2 separate regions of the Danio rerio genome follow, and region 1 is linked to region 2. A link is a contact called in public HiChIP or PLAC-seq data. All regions are on one chromosome and are shown on one strand. The core of a region is the stretch at or near the end of the contact, and the rest is flanking DNA. Distances in the headings are between cores, read along the strand shown.

Region 1 (6,562 bases), core at 1,548-4,047, 310 kb before region 2:
AAAAAAGCAGTTTTTAATTAAAAAAAAAAACCATTTTAGGGACAATATTATTAGCCCCTTTAAGCTATATATTTTTTGCAAGTCTACAGAACAAACCATCGTTGTACAATAACTTGCCTAATTATCCTTACCTGCCTAGTTAACTTAATTAACCTAGTAAAGCCTTTAAATGTCACTTTAAGCTGTATAGAAGTGTCTTGAAAAATATTTAGTTGAGTTATTAAAACTATTATGTTTAGAAATGTGTTGAAAAAAAATCTACCTTTTAAACAGAAATTGGGGGAAAAATAAACAGAAGGCCAAAAATTCAGGGGGGCTAACAATTCTGACTTCAACTGTAACTTCAATATAAATTTGTATTTGAAATTTTTATTTTAAAAACACACACATTTAAAAAAAGTCTTCTTCCAGCAGTCCGCTCATTTGAGACCTACAACACAAACACTCACTGTACATTTAGGATATTTATAACAAGCTTCAAATAAAGATGTTTTGAATTTAAAAAAAAAAAGACTTGATGTCATAAATTCCAGAATAATTTCAGATTTCCTCATCTGATGTGGAAAGACCAGCTAATCTGAGTGTAGCCTTTAGGCGGCGGATCTCAAGTCTGGCCTTGTTTGCTGCAGTTTGGTCAGAGTCTGTTGTTCTTCTGCCAGATGAAGCTGTGCATCTGCCCTTTCATTTTCTTTTTGCAATTGTTGAAAGTGATTTTAAAAATCAGTGATTGCCATTTTATTTTTATTTTTTTGGTTATTCTGTAATCATTGCATGCATCACTAATAATTATTCTAAAAACACAAACATTTTTTTATTGTGATGAATATGTATCAATTAGTAACAGAATGAAATGTATTGATTTTGGTCAATTTTGACAGCTGTTAGGGGGATTATTTCATGAGGTCAAACTCTTTCTACTTTACTGTAAGCCTACCTAATCACTGTAGCCTGACGGATGAACAAATATAATTAAAATAAGATATTCTGTAAGATACTGCATGATCCAAATGTAGTATTATTTGACACATTTTAAAGTTTTCATTACATTTTGGGCATGAAATCCATGCTAAATCCACCCTTTTGATAGGATCAGTTTAATCCAGATTTTTTGGATCAAAGTGATCAAAATCCTACAAAAAAAATCTGAAAAACCCAAAATAAAGGTTTGATCTGAATCAAAACCGGACTATGTGATCAAATTCAATTGTGTAATTTTTTTTTTTCTTTAAAAAAAAGACATTTTTAAGATTTGATCCAATTTGTTATTCAAAAACCTATAACTTTTAAAAAACCGGGCCCTGATAAATAAAAGGACTAAGCCGAAGGAAAATGAATGAATGAATGCATACTCGCGTCAAATCAATCTACACTGACAGACATGGTAAGTGTAAAATAGTTGTTTGTCTAAGTCTAAAGTCTAAAGTCAAATTTGATGCATAGTTTGTACAGTTTGACATACAGTAACCTCTGAAATAGCTAATCACAGGATACTGTAGGTTATAATCAGGGCCAGACGGAGGTTTTTTTTGCTATTTCTGCTGAGAATGTTTTTAAAAATCTGCGGATGGGAGTTTTATAACTAAAACCTTAATATGTGAAATACAAAGTAATACCTTTCTAACTTTTATTTAAAGTTGAAATTGCCAATCCAATTAGATGCACTTTATTTGGTAAACAAAACAAGTCTCTTATCTAATATATCTACTAAAAGACAGAAAATATTAGTGTATAAACTGCATTGTACATAAATCAGATGCGCCTTTTCATATCAGTCAGTAATATTCCTGTAATTAATAAAAAAATCTAAATAAATATAGATTTACACACATTTACTCAAGTAAATAAGCAGAATTAATGATGGGCTAGAAATCTGCAGAATTCTGCCCGCACAGATTCCGTGTGGGCCTAGTTACAATATAAAAAAACACTAAAAACTTAAATATGTTTACTTAATAATATAGATGTAATTTAAATAAACACACTTGATTGACTGTATTACTTAAACAAAAAAGTTGACCCCTGATCGTCAATGTCTAATTTGCATCATGCTAGTAAGTTTACTGTTGTAGAGATGTGGGATTTTTTTAAAGGAGTTATTCAATATACTTTCATGAAATGCTAGAAGTGTCCGAAGTGTTGGTGAACTGACCTGCAGTCAGCAGACCTGCTCTCTGTTCTCTACAGCAGTTGTTCCCAAAGTGGGGGTCGGGACCCCCCTAGGGGTCGCGGTATAATGAAGAGGGATCGCCTGGTGATTTCCAAAAATCTATTTATTTTCAATTAACCACTAGAATTACCATTTTTTACTGAAGGGAAAAAAATAGTTGTTTCTAGTTGCATGCAATATTGTTACTATAGTAGCTTATAGTTACTAGTTCTATTGGATTGCGACCCCTGGGTTAATTACATAATATTAAAGACATAGCAATAGCGTCAGATGCAGCAGATTGATTTTATGGCACCAGGTTAAACTTTCTGGCCCATTTACAGCACTGACATACATTAAATAAAATAAACGAAGAATAGAATTGGGTCTATTGGAGTGTGTGCGCCATTGCATGCAAGGTTTCTGTATTTATAACCACCTCAGAGGATATTGGGGGTCACGAGTCACTGTCATTGTCATTTTTGGGGTCGCAGGCTGAAAAGATTGGGAACCCCTGCTCTACAGTTCCGCACAGAAGCACCCTCTGCCGGTCACTGTTAGAACAGCAGCGGTCGAGAGGGGGCGGATGACACGGAGAAACAGAGGAAGGGGGAGAGAAAGAAAGAAAAGAGCCTGTGCGTGTTTTCGCAGGCGGAGTTTCGTTCTTGCGCACCGTTGGAATTCACTGTCTGTATTTTTTTCCTCGGGGTTTGCTTGGAGGAGACCGAAGGAGCGAGAAAGCGCCGCCAGCGAGCAGATGTTCTAGCTGGACTATCCCTGTTTCCAGCCTGACAATCGAGCCTATCATCTGGTAAAATGTGGCAGCCCGCGTCGGAGCGATTGCAGGTAAGACTGCCCGTCTAATTACTGCAAGAAACCCTTTTTTTGTCTGATGTCTGTTGTTCATTTTGGAGCTACAGTGTGCAGGCCAGCCAGCGGGTACACGAGCTACCCATCCAGCAAACCTGCTCATCATCCAGCTTTCATTTATTTGTTTATTTCCCTGATAAAACGCTGTCCTGGCGTTTGCATGGCTCCTCAACTTTGTGTCGCGTCTCTTGGCTGGAGCTCTGAGTGTCTGGACTGCAGCTGGTCGCAAAACAGACCTGAAGTTTTACAATTTCTCCAGAGCATATCGTGCTTTTCCAGACCCAATGCCATTTCACACCGTTGCTGTGTCTGTCTGCAGTCTCTGAAATGGCTGGAGCCACTTTTAGTTGAGCTGGAACTTGCTGTTCTTCAGGCCTTGATGTGGTTCCTCTTACTAGCTGTACCTAGTTACTAGTACCAGGGGGTCTCGAGATCATGGAAGACCTGAAAATATCAATGAGTTAGTGATTTTACAGCTCTGGAAAAAAGTCAGAAATTATTCAACCATGTGTGAGTCATAATTTTTCTACAGGTCTTTGTGAAAATTGAGTTAAAGTTGGTTTTATATTTTCACATTCAGACTTTCACTTTAGTAATATAATTTTTTAGGAAACTATTATTTGCAAACTCGTGAAATCATATTAGCAGCCAATGACTATCAAAGTACAACATTGTTCACAGCTAATTAAACAGTGCTAATATTGTTCTTAAGTCATGTTTACACGAGATTTCAGACCAAATGTCGAAAGTACCGTGGTAAACAATATAGGAAGCTTGTCACAAGTTGTAACTAAACGAATGTGCAAATATAAAACCAACTTTACTTTAATCAAGTACCAGGGGTCTCGAGATCATGGAAGACCTGAACATATCAATGAGTTATTGATTTTCCAGCTCTGGAAAAAAAGCAGAAATTATTTAAACACTCGAGTCATTACTCTTCCAATATCTTAGTGAAAAGCCAAAGCTAGTTTTTGGTTAAAACAGCTCTACCAGTGCTGACAAAATGTAGTTAAAGTTGGTTTTATATTCGCACATTCTGACATTCTTCTTAATAATATCATTCTTAAAAATTATTATTTGCAAACTCTTAATAGTGAAATCAATTTAGCAGCCGATGACTATCACAGTACAACATTGTTTACAGTCGTTTAAACGGTGCTAATGTTTTTTTCAAAGTCACATTTATAAAAGATTTCAGAGCTTATATTGAACGTGCCGCGGTAAAAATATAGGGAGCATGTCACAAGTTGTAACTGAACAAATGTGTGAATATAAAACCAACTCTACTTCAATCGAGGGGTCTTGAGATCATGGAAGACCTCAAAATATCAATGAGTTACTGATTTCCCAGCTCTGGAAAGAGTCAGAAATTATTCAACTGTGTGAGTCATGATCCTTCTACAGGTCTTAGTGAAAGTTGAGGTATAGTTGGTTTTATATTCAGACTTTCTCCCTAATAATATTCTTTGCAAGCTCTTAATAGTGAAATCATATTAGAAGCCGATGGCTATCAAAGTACAGCATTGTTCACAGTCGATTGAACAGTGCTAATGTTTCTTTTCCAAGTCATATTTACAAAAGATTTCAGACCAAATATTTAAAATACCATGGTAAACAAAACAGCAAGCATGTCACAAGTTGTAACTGAACGAATTTGCGAATATAAAACCAACTTCAATCGAGTACCAGGGGTTTGAGATCATGGAAGACCTGAAAATATCGATGAGTTACTGATTTTCCAGCTCTGGAGAGAGTCAGAAATTATTCAACTGTCATGATCTTTCTACAGGTCTTAGTGAAAGTTGAGGTATAGTTGGTTTTATATTCGGACTTTCTCACTAATAATGTTCTTTGCAAGCTCTTAATAGTGAAATCATATTAGCAGCCGATGGCTATCAAAGTACAGCATTGTTCACAGTCGATTGAACAGTGCTAATGTTTCTTTTCCAAGTCATATTTACAAAAGATTTCAGACCAAATATTTAAAATACCGTGGTAAACAAAACAGCAAGCATGTCACAAGTTGTAACTGAACGAATTTGCGAATATAAAACCAACTTCAATCGAGTACCAGGGGTTTGAGATCATGGAAGACCTGAAAATATCGATGAGTTACTGATTTTCCAGCTCTGGAAAAAAGTCAGAAATTATTCAAACATGTGAGTCATGATCTTTCTACAGGTCTTAGTAAAAACTGAGGTAAAGTTGGTTTTATATTCGCACATTCTGACTTTCTTCTTAATAATATCATTTCAGAAAACTATTATTTACAATTTTTTTATAGTGAAATCATATTAGCAGCCAATGACTATCAAAGTACAACATTGTTCACAGCTAATTAAACAGTGCTAATATTGTTTTCAAGTCAAATTTACATGATATTTCAATCTAAATATTGAAAGTGCTGTGGTAAACAATATAGGAATTGTGTCACAAGTTGTAACCGAATGAATGTGCAAATATAATACCAACTTTACTTCAATCTAATACCAGTGGTCTCGAGATCATGCAAGACCTGAAAATATCAATGAGTTAGTGATTTTCCAGCTCTGGAAAAAAAAGTCAGAAATTATTCAAGCATGTGTGAGTCATGATCTTTCTACAAGTCTTAGTGATAATTGAGGTAAAGTTGGTTCTATTCGCACATTCTGACTTTCTCCTTAATAAAATCATTTCAGAAAACTATCACTTACAAACTCTTAATAGTGAAATCACATTAGCAGCCAATGACGATCAAACTACACCATTGTTTGCAGTTGATTAAACAGTGCTTGTTTTGAAGTCATACTTACGGGCTATTTTACACTGAATATTTAAAATAACTTGGTAAACTGTTTAGGTACCGAAGTTTTAACTAAATGATTGTGCAAATATAAAACCAGCTTTACTTTAATCTAGTACCAGGGGTCTCGAGATCAAGGAAGACCTGACAATATTGCTTATTTAGTCATTTTCCAGCTCTGGAAATAACTCAGAAATTATTCAAACGTGAGAGTCATTACTCTTCTACTGGTCTTAGTTTAAAGCCCAAGCTGGTTTTTGGTTTAAGCGGATCTACCAGTGCTGAAAAGATTTAGGTAAAGTTGTAAAGACGTTCGTCTTAATAATCCGATTTCAGAAAAGAATTCTTTGCAAACTATAAATAATAACATCATATTAGCAGCCAATGACTATCAACATTGTTTACAGTCAAATAAATAGTGCTAATGTTGTTTTGAGTGTATACTTGCGTGCCATTTCAGACTGAGTATTCAAAATACCATATAGAGATCGTGTCGCATGTTTTAACTGAACGAATGTGCAAATATAAAACCAACTGTACCTCAATTTAGTGAAAAGCCAAAGCTGTTTTTTGCTTTAGACAGATCTTCCAGTTCTGAAAAGTCCTCCAAAACCAGTATATGTAGTTTAGGCTTTTTAAAAAGTGTAGTTAAAACCCGTTGTCTTTTGGAGCTAGTCATTAGCAGCAAAAACTAAAAGAATCTAGTGACCAGCAGCCTGTGCTAGTGCTCAGGATGGTCTTTGAAGTAAATGACTGGTTGG
Region 2 (6,563 bases), core at 3,121-5,620:
TACCACTAGGGAACACTAGGTTTCTGTTGGAAGTGGTGTTAGTGAGGCCAGCAGGGGGCGCTAAACCTGCGGTCTATGTGAGTCCTAATGCCCCAGTAAAAGTGAAGGGGACACTACACTGTCAGTGGGCGCCGTCTTTCGAATGAGACGTTAAACTGAGGTCCTGACTCTCTGTGGTCATTAAAAATCCCATGGCACTTCTCGTGAAAGAGCAGGGGTGTAACCCCAGTGTCCTGGCCAAAGTCCCTCTATCGGCCCTTACAATCATGGCCTCCCAATCATCCCCTTCTACCGAATTGGCTCTATCACTGTCACTTCACTCCACCAATAGCTGGTGTGTGGTGAGCGCTCTGGCGCTGTTGTCCTGTGGCTGCCGTCGCATCATCCAAGTGGATGCTGCACACTGGTGGTGGTGTGGAGAGACCCCCCTCATGATTGTGAAGCGCTTTGGGTGTATGGCCATCCACAATAAATGTGCTATATAAATACACACATTACATTACTGCACTTGACTTGATTTAACTTGAGTCGGCTCATTAATATCTGCAGCAAGTTGTTTTACAATTTTAGGTTAACTTTTTTCCAGTAACCTTTATGAATTTCTTTCTTCAACTAAACACAAAAGAAGATATTCTGTTGGAAGAAAGAAAGCTGGAAATCTGTAACCATTGACTTCATTAGTATTTGTATTTCCAACTCAATCTCACAGCAATTCGTAACTTTTTAATTTAGTGGCTAATTTAGTACGATTTGCTCATCCCCCAAAGACGATTGGGGTTAGGGGTGGGGTTGGAAGCCATGCCTCTTTTTTAAAATTGTATATTTTCGTACGACTGAACTCTGAGGAATTAGCCACTAAACTGACAAAACGTTAAATACTTACAATTCCTCGTAAGATCAGGCTGGTTTTTCTTATAGAAAGTCCACGGTTACAGGTTTTCAGCTTTTTTTTTTCAAAATATTTTCAACACTCGTAAAGGGTTTAAACCACCTGAGAATAAATACTAAGAAAATTTTCATTTTTAGCTAAACTCTCCCTTTAATGTTATATATTAGGGACCGAGCACCCTATTGGAATTGCTCGGTTTAATATTATTGTTACTTTTATTCGCTGGAATGAATCGTGATTTTGAGGGACTAAACATGCCCAAAAACTCAAAACTTTGCGCACGCCCCAGAAGTGCCGAAAATTTACGTTAGTTTTAGGTTTCGGAAGTGGGTGTGGTATAATGACTCAACAGCGCCACCTATGTGTTTTTGACTGGCCCCCGAGCTATGACATACGCACACATATGAAAATTGGCACACACATCAAACATGCCAATACAAAAAAGTCTCTTAAAGCAAAATCTCAAATCCAACAGGAATTCAGATATTTTTAAGTTCCTGTGCCAAAAAAGTGCAGTTTTGCCATTTCCAGGGGTTGTATTTTAACAGACTCCTCCTAGTGATTTTATTGTTATCATTATTAATATTTACATCATCATTACCGTATATGCAAATAATTTATTAATAATATTATTAAATTTAAAATTATTAAAAAGGTTCTATGATGTACTAACAAATTGGTAAAACCTATGGTTAGAAGGAAAGTTGGCAAGTATTAAGATGTAAAATGACAAAAGTATTTTTAAAATATCATAAAAAATGATTATATGCCTGACAAGATTAAACATTTCCCAAATGATGTTTATCAAAGCAAAGAAATTTTCACAGTATGTCTGATCATATTTTTTTCTTCTGGAGAATGTCTTATTTGTTTCATTTTGGCTAAAATAAAAACTGTTTTTATTTAAAAAAAAAAAAAAAAAAACATTTTAAGGTCAAAATTATTAGCCCCTTTAAGCTATATTTTTTTAGATAGTCTACAGAATACCCATCGATATACAATAACCTGCCTAGTTAACCTAATTACCCTGGTTAAGCTAAATGTCACTTTAAGCTGTAATGAAGTGTCTTGAAAAATATCTAGTAAAATATTGTTTACTGTCATCATGACAAAGATAAAATAAATCAGTTATTAGAAATGAGTTATTAAAACTATAATGTTTAGAAATGTGCTGAAAAAGTGTTCTTTCCTTTAAACAGAAATTGGGGAGAGAAATAATAATTCAGAAAGTTTAATAATTCAGACATCAACTGTATATATGTATTATTATTAGGCTGGCTTGAGAAACAATCTATCTATCTATCTATCTATCTATCTATCTATCTATCTATCTATCTATCTATCTATCTATCTATCTATCTATCTATCTATCTATCTATCTATCTATCCTTTTCAAACTGCTTCTATCTATCTATCTATCTCTCTCTGTCTGTCTGTCTGTCTGTCTGTCTGTCTGTCTGTCTGTCTGTCTGTCTGTCTGTCTGTCTGTCTGTCTGTCTGTCTGTCTGTCTATCTGTCTGTCTGTCTGTCTATCTATCTATCTATCTATCTATAAACTGTTTTAATCTATCTATCTATCTATCTATCTATCTATCTATCTATCTATCAACTTTTCATCTTTTCATACTTTTTAAAACTGTTTAAACTAAACAAACTATTTCCAACAGACTTTCTCAAGCCAGCCTAAAGTTTGTCTCGACGAACTTTAATAATCTAGTTATTATTATTATTATTATTTGATGCTCATTCCTGCACTGAAAACATGGTGATGGTTATTATGGCTGAATTTAAACAAACAAATTAAGTTAAACATTACTAAATTTAATGTTTAAAATCAGCCCATATAAATTGCAAAAAGAAAAAAAAGTTAAATCCAATTATCCATTATTTCCCAGTGTGTAATGTGCTTGATTTTTTTGTATTTATGACTGTCTGAAATTTGACACCAAAATATTTTGTGTAACTTGTATGACAGTAAAGCAGATTTTTAGATCTGGGCCTGAAATCTGGTTGTTTTGAAACTGAAAAGTTATGAAGACTCCAGACTCGGGCCAGTGTTGTGCTCCACAAGTTTGTCAGACTTGAAATCAACGCTTTTTCTTTCTGTGGAAGGTTTCAGATAGCGGTGAACCTCTCCATGGAATGTTACGCTCTGACTTTTGGCATTAACTCTTTTGTTGCTCTAACTCTTCAAACAATACTTACTGCCATCGTGGTGGACAATACAGCTCTGGGACTGGACATTGCAACACAGGTACACCTCACCACACCGGCATATGAAACAACAGAAGACATTTGCTTTTGAACATTTAAAACTGTTTACATGTGCTTGTTAATATTAGATCTATATCAGGCTTTGGAGAATGCAGATCTCTCTATGTCTCTCTCTGTGTGTGTAATCCATTTAATGAGTTACATTATATTTCATTTTCTCCCTCTAGTTTCTTGTATATGGAGGATACTACAGCATAATCTCTGTACTGTTCCTCATCCAGGGGCTTTACACTGTTTGTAAGCATTTCTGCACGTCTACAGTTACAAACACAGAGGCGCTTACTGTCATCATGGAGGATCAACGGAAATCAGACACAAGTGGAAAACAGGAAACACAATCATCATCATCATCATCATCACTACAAAACAAAGAACAATCCGCGCTACAGGCTTACACTGAAACTGCGCTGTAGTAGGTTGTTGTATGTTGCATGATATATGTATGATTATTATTTATTCATTCAGTAAAACTACTCAAACTCATTCGTTGTTTCCTGTTTAAATCAGCATATTTTCACCAATCGATGAAATAAAACAATAAGATTGCTGCCTGTAAAATTGTTAACATGCTAACGTCGTGTCTAAGGAGTAAAATGGCATGTGTGCGTCGTTCTTATGAACAGAATCAAAAAGCGAAACCGCTAACCAGGACGTCATTTGGACTGGAATATAACACCGGAAGTTTTTGTAACAGGGCGCTAGGAATAGCGGAAGTGGCGTCGACTGTTTGCAATCTGGGATTTGCAGTCGAACAGCTTTGTTTGCAGTAACATTACAAGTGTTCAAATGTATCTACATTACCGGGCTGCTTTTGTTTAGCATGACTATGCTGTGATCATTACAGTTATGTTTTCATAAGCCAACATCACAGTGCAATATAAAACAATACAGATGTTGTTTAATCTTTTAAAATACGTTGTATGAATGAATGCTGAAGTAGACGCATACTATTTATGTCCCTCGGTTAATAAAATAAGCATATAGGCCAGAGGAAGTGCAGAGGTGTTGTAATGTATATTACCTTTCTATAATAAATATTTGGAGATTTTATTTTCGCATAAAGAATCGAGTTTTTTTAGGCAAAAGCGCTACGAAGGAAGAGCGCGATCAGCGGCTGAAAACTACATCTCCCATGATTCCGCGGCGCAGAGTTGCGTAACTTTTGGAACGTCTTCCAGGAGAAACTCTGCGGCCCAGACGATTTGGCTGAAACATCAAACACCTCGATCCTGAATGACACAAAATCCCACAGAGTGGCATATACTCGTCCGTAACAAGGGAATAATCGACCGCGAACACTCGGAGGCTGGCTGTGAACGAGATTCAGGGTGGATTTGAGAACGCAAGATCGCGAGGGCCTATCAAATATGTCCTCTTCCTCGCAGGCATCTTCCAGGCGGCAGTGGTGCTACCTCTGCGACCTGCCGAAGATGCCGTGGGCCATGATCTGGGACTTTAGCGAGGCGGTGTGCAGAGGCTGCGTCAACTACGAGGGCGCGGACCGGATAGAGCTGCTCATCGACACCGCGCGGCAGCTCAAGCGGACACATGTGATGCAGGACGGCAGGTCTCCGGGTCCGCAGCCCGGCGGTAAACACGGTCCTGCGGGTAAGGAGGGTCCTATGGAGGCCGGCAGACCGCCCTCCGAGCGATACGAACGGGGAAGGGGCGAGTATGTGTCCGCCAGGCTGCCCAACGGGCTGCCCAGATTAGAAGACGGAGGTCCGCCTGAGGTTAGTAGGCAGAGCCCTACTGCGAGGAGGACTTTGGTGGGGGCTGTGCCACCCAATTTGATGGCCCAAGGGCTCGTGGGAGCACCTCACGGCCTGCTGACCGCAATGCCCCTTAATCCCCGAGCTGGCAGTGCCGCCTTGACCATTCCTGCCCCCATGCTGAATGAAATCAGCAAAAGACAGGCCCTGAGCATGGGGTTGAGTGTGGGTGTGCCGTCTTTCATGGCCCCCGAGTTCGAAAAGGAGTTCAAGGAGAAGCAGAGGAATGCTGAAGCCCTGGCAGAGCTCTCTGAAAGCGTGCGCAACCGGGCAGACGACTGGGCAGGACGCCCTAAACCCATGCGGGATGCCCTGCACACCCTATCTGGCTGCACCCCGTTCAATGTCCGCTTCAAGAAGGACCACGGCCTGGTGGGAAGGGTTTTCGCGTTTGACGCCAAGCTGATGGTGGAGTTTGAGCTGAAGATCTTCATCGAGTACCCGTGCGGCTCTGGTAATGTGTTTCCCAGCATACTGGCACTGGTCAAGCATATGTTCCACGACTCTCAGAAAGACACCGGCAAGGTCATTAATTCAGGCTACAAGTATGTTGAGTATGAAAAAAGGCATGGCACCGGTGACTGGCGCCTCTTGTCAGAGCTCCTCAGCGATGCAGTGCGGGCATTCAAAGAAATGCCAGCCCCAGATGCCCTCCCACAGCCGTACCTGGATGCCAGCTGCTCCATGCTGCCCACTGCTCTCTGCCACATCGGCCGCCCAACACAACCCAGAGTACGCAGACGCAAAGCATCACCTGACCCAGACGGCGCAGAGAGGATGAGCTCTGAGGAGCTGCGGCAGCACTGGCCGCTCAGTGCGTATCCTGGCATTCCCGGGCACATGCCAGCCACCTCACTAGCCAGCGCAGGACAGGCTCCAGAGGGCCACGGTAGTGACCCGTCACCCATCACAGCGCTCATGAGTGTGGCTGACAATGTTGGCACTGCCTCCTCGAAAGATGGTCCAGGCAGCAGCGGGCACTCTGCCAATGCAGGCCGGCAGAACAGCACCAGTCCTTCACCTGGTGGTGGTCAGCGGAGACTGGCGTCCCGAAATGGAGAACCGTCTGCTGGCAGCAGCACAGGAGGCCCGGCCACCGTCACTGACCAGAGTGCAGTTATGGGGGGTGAGGGTTCAGCTGGCGGTGGCGGTGCCCCTCTGTGCTGCACCATATGCCAGGAGCGTCTGGAGGACACCCACTTCGTCCAGTGTCCATCAGTGGCCGGGCATAAGTTCTGCTTCCCCTGCACCCGGGACTTCATCCGCAGACAGGGCCCAGGGAGTGAGGTGTACTGCCCCAGTGGAGAGAAGTGCCCTCTCGTGGGCTCCAACGTGCCGTGGGCCTTCATGCAGGGCGAGATCTCCACAATCCTGGCCGGTGATGTGAAGGTGAAGAAGGAAAGAGACCCCTAACGCCACCAGCAGGTTTGACTCCATGGCTTTATCCCTAAAGCATGCATGAAATTGAATGGGGGAACATTTATTTTCCAATTTAAAGTCTTGTTTTGAACTACAAATTAATTTGTTCCACAACACTGATGATGATAAATGTAGCAGCAAGTCCTAGATTTACATTCAACATTTAATCCAAAGTGAAATGACGACATTAAAAACAATCAAAATGACGA

Evidence for each region. HiChIP or PLAC-seq counts read pairs in DNA pulled down with a chosen protein or histone mark.
Region 1: an H3K4me3 HiChIP or PLAC-seq map of embryo shows a contact between it and region 2, with 2.2 times the contacts expected there. The contact joins the promoter of pid1 here to the promoter of irf2bp1 in region 2. A contact is called at or near these places in 1 of 18 Hi-C or Micro-C datasets (an unstated tissue) and 1 of 4 datasets of contacts at active chromatin or transcription factors (embryo).

What each region holds. Positions count from the first base shown.
Region 1 is chr18:49,682,827-49,689,388 of GRCz12tu, reverse strand. pid1 (phosphotyrosine interaction domain containing 1) reads left to right here and starts at 2,797. Exons shown (of 3, transcript NM_001013504.2): 1 at 2,797-2,992. The coding sequence starts at 2,963.
Region 2 is chr18:49,369,592-49,376,154 of GRCz12tu, reverse strand. irf2bp1 (interferon regulatory factor 2 binding protein 1) reads left to right here and starts at 4,370. Exons shown (of 2, transcript NM_001044354.2): 1 at 4,370-6,360. The coding sequence starts at 4,531. The coding sequence ends at 6,348. slc19a3b (solute carrier family 19 member 3b) reads left to right here. Exons shown (of 5, transcript NM_001044707.1): 4 at 3,002-3,143; 5 at 3,385-3,576. The coding sequence ends at 3,576.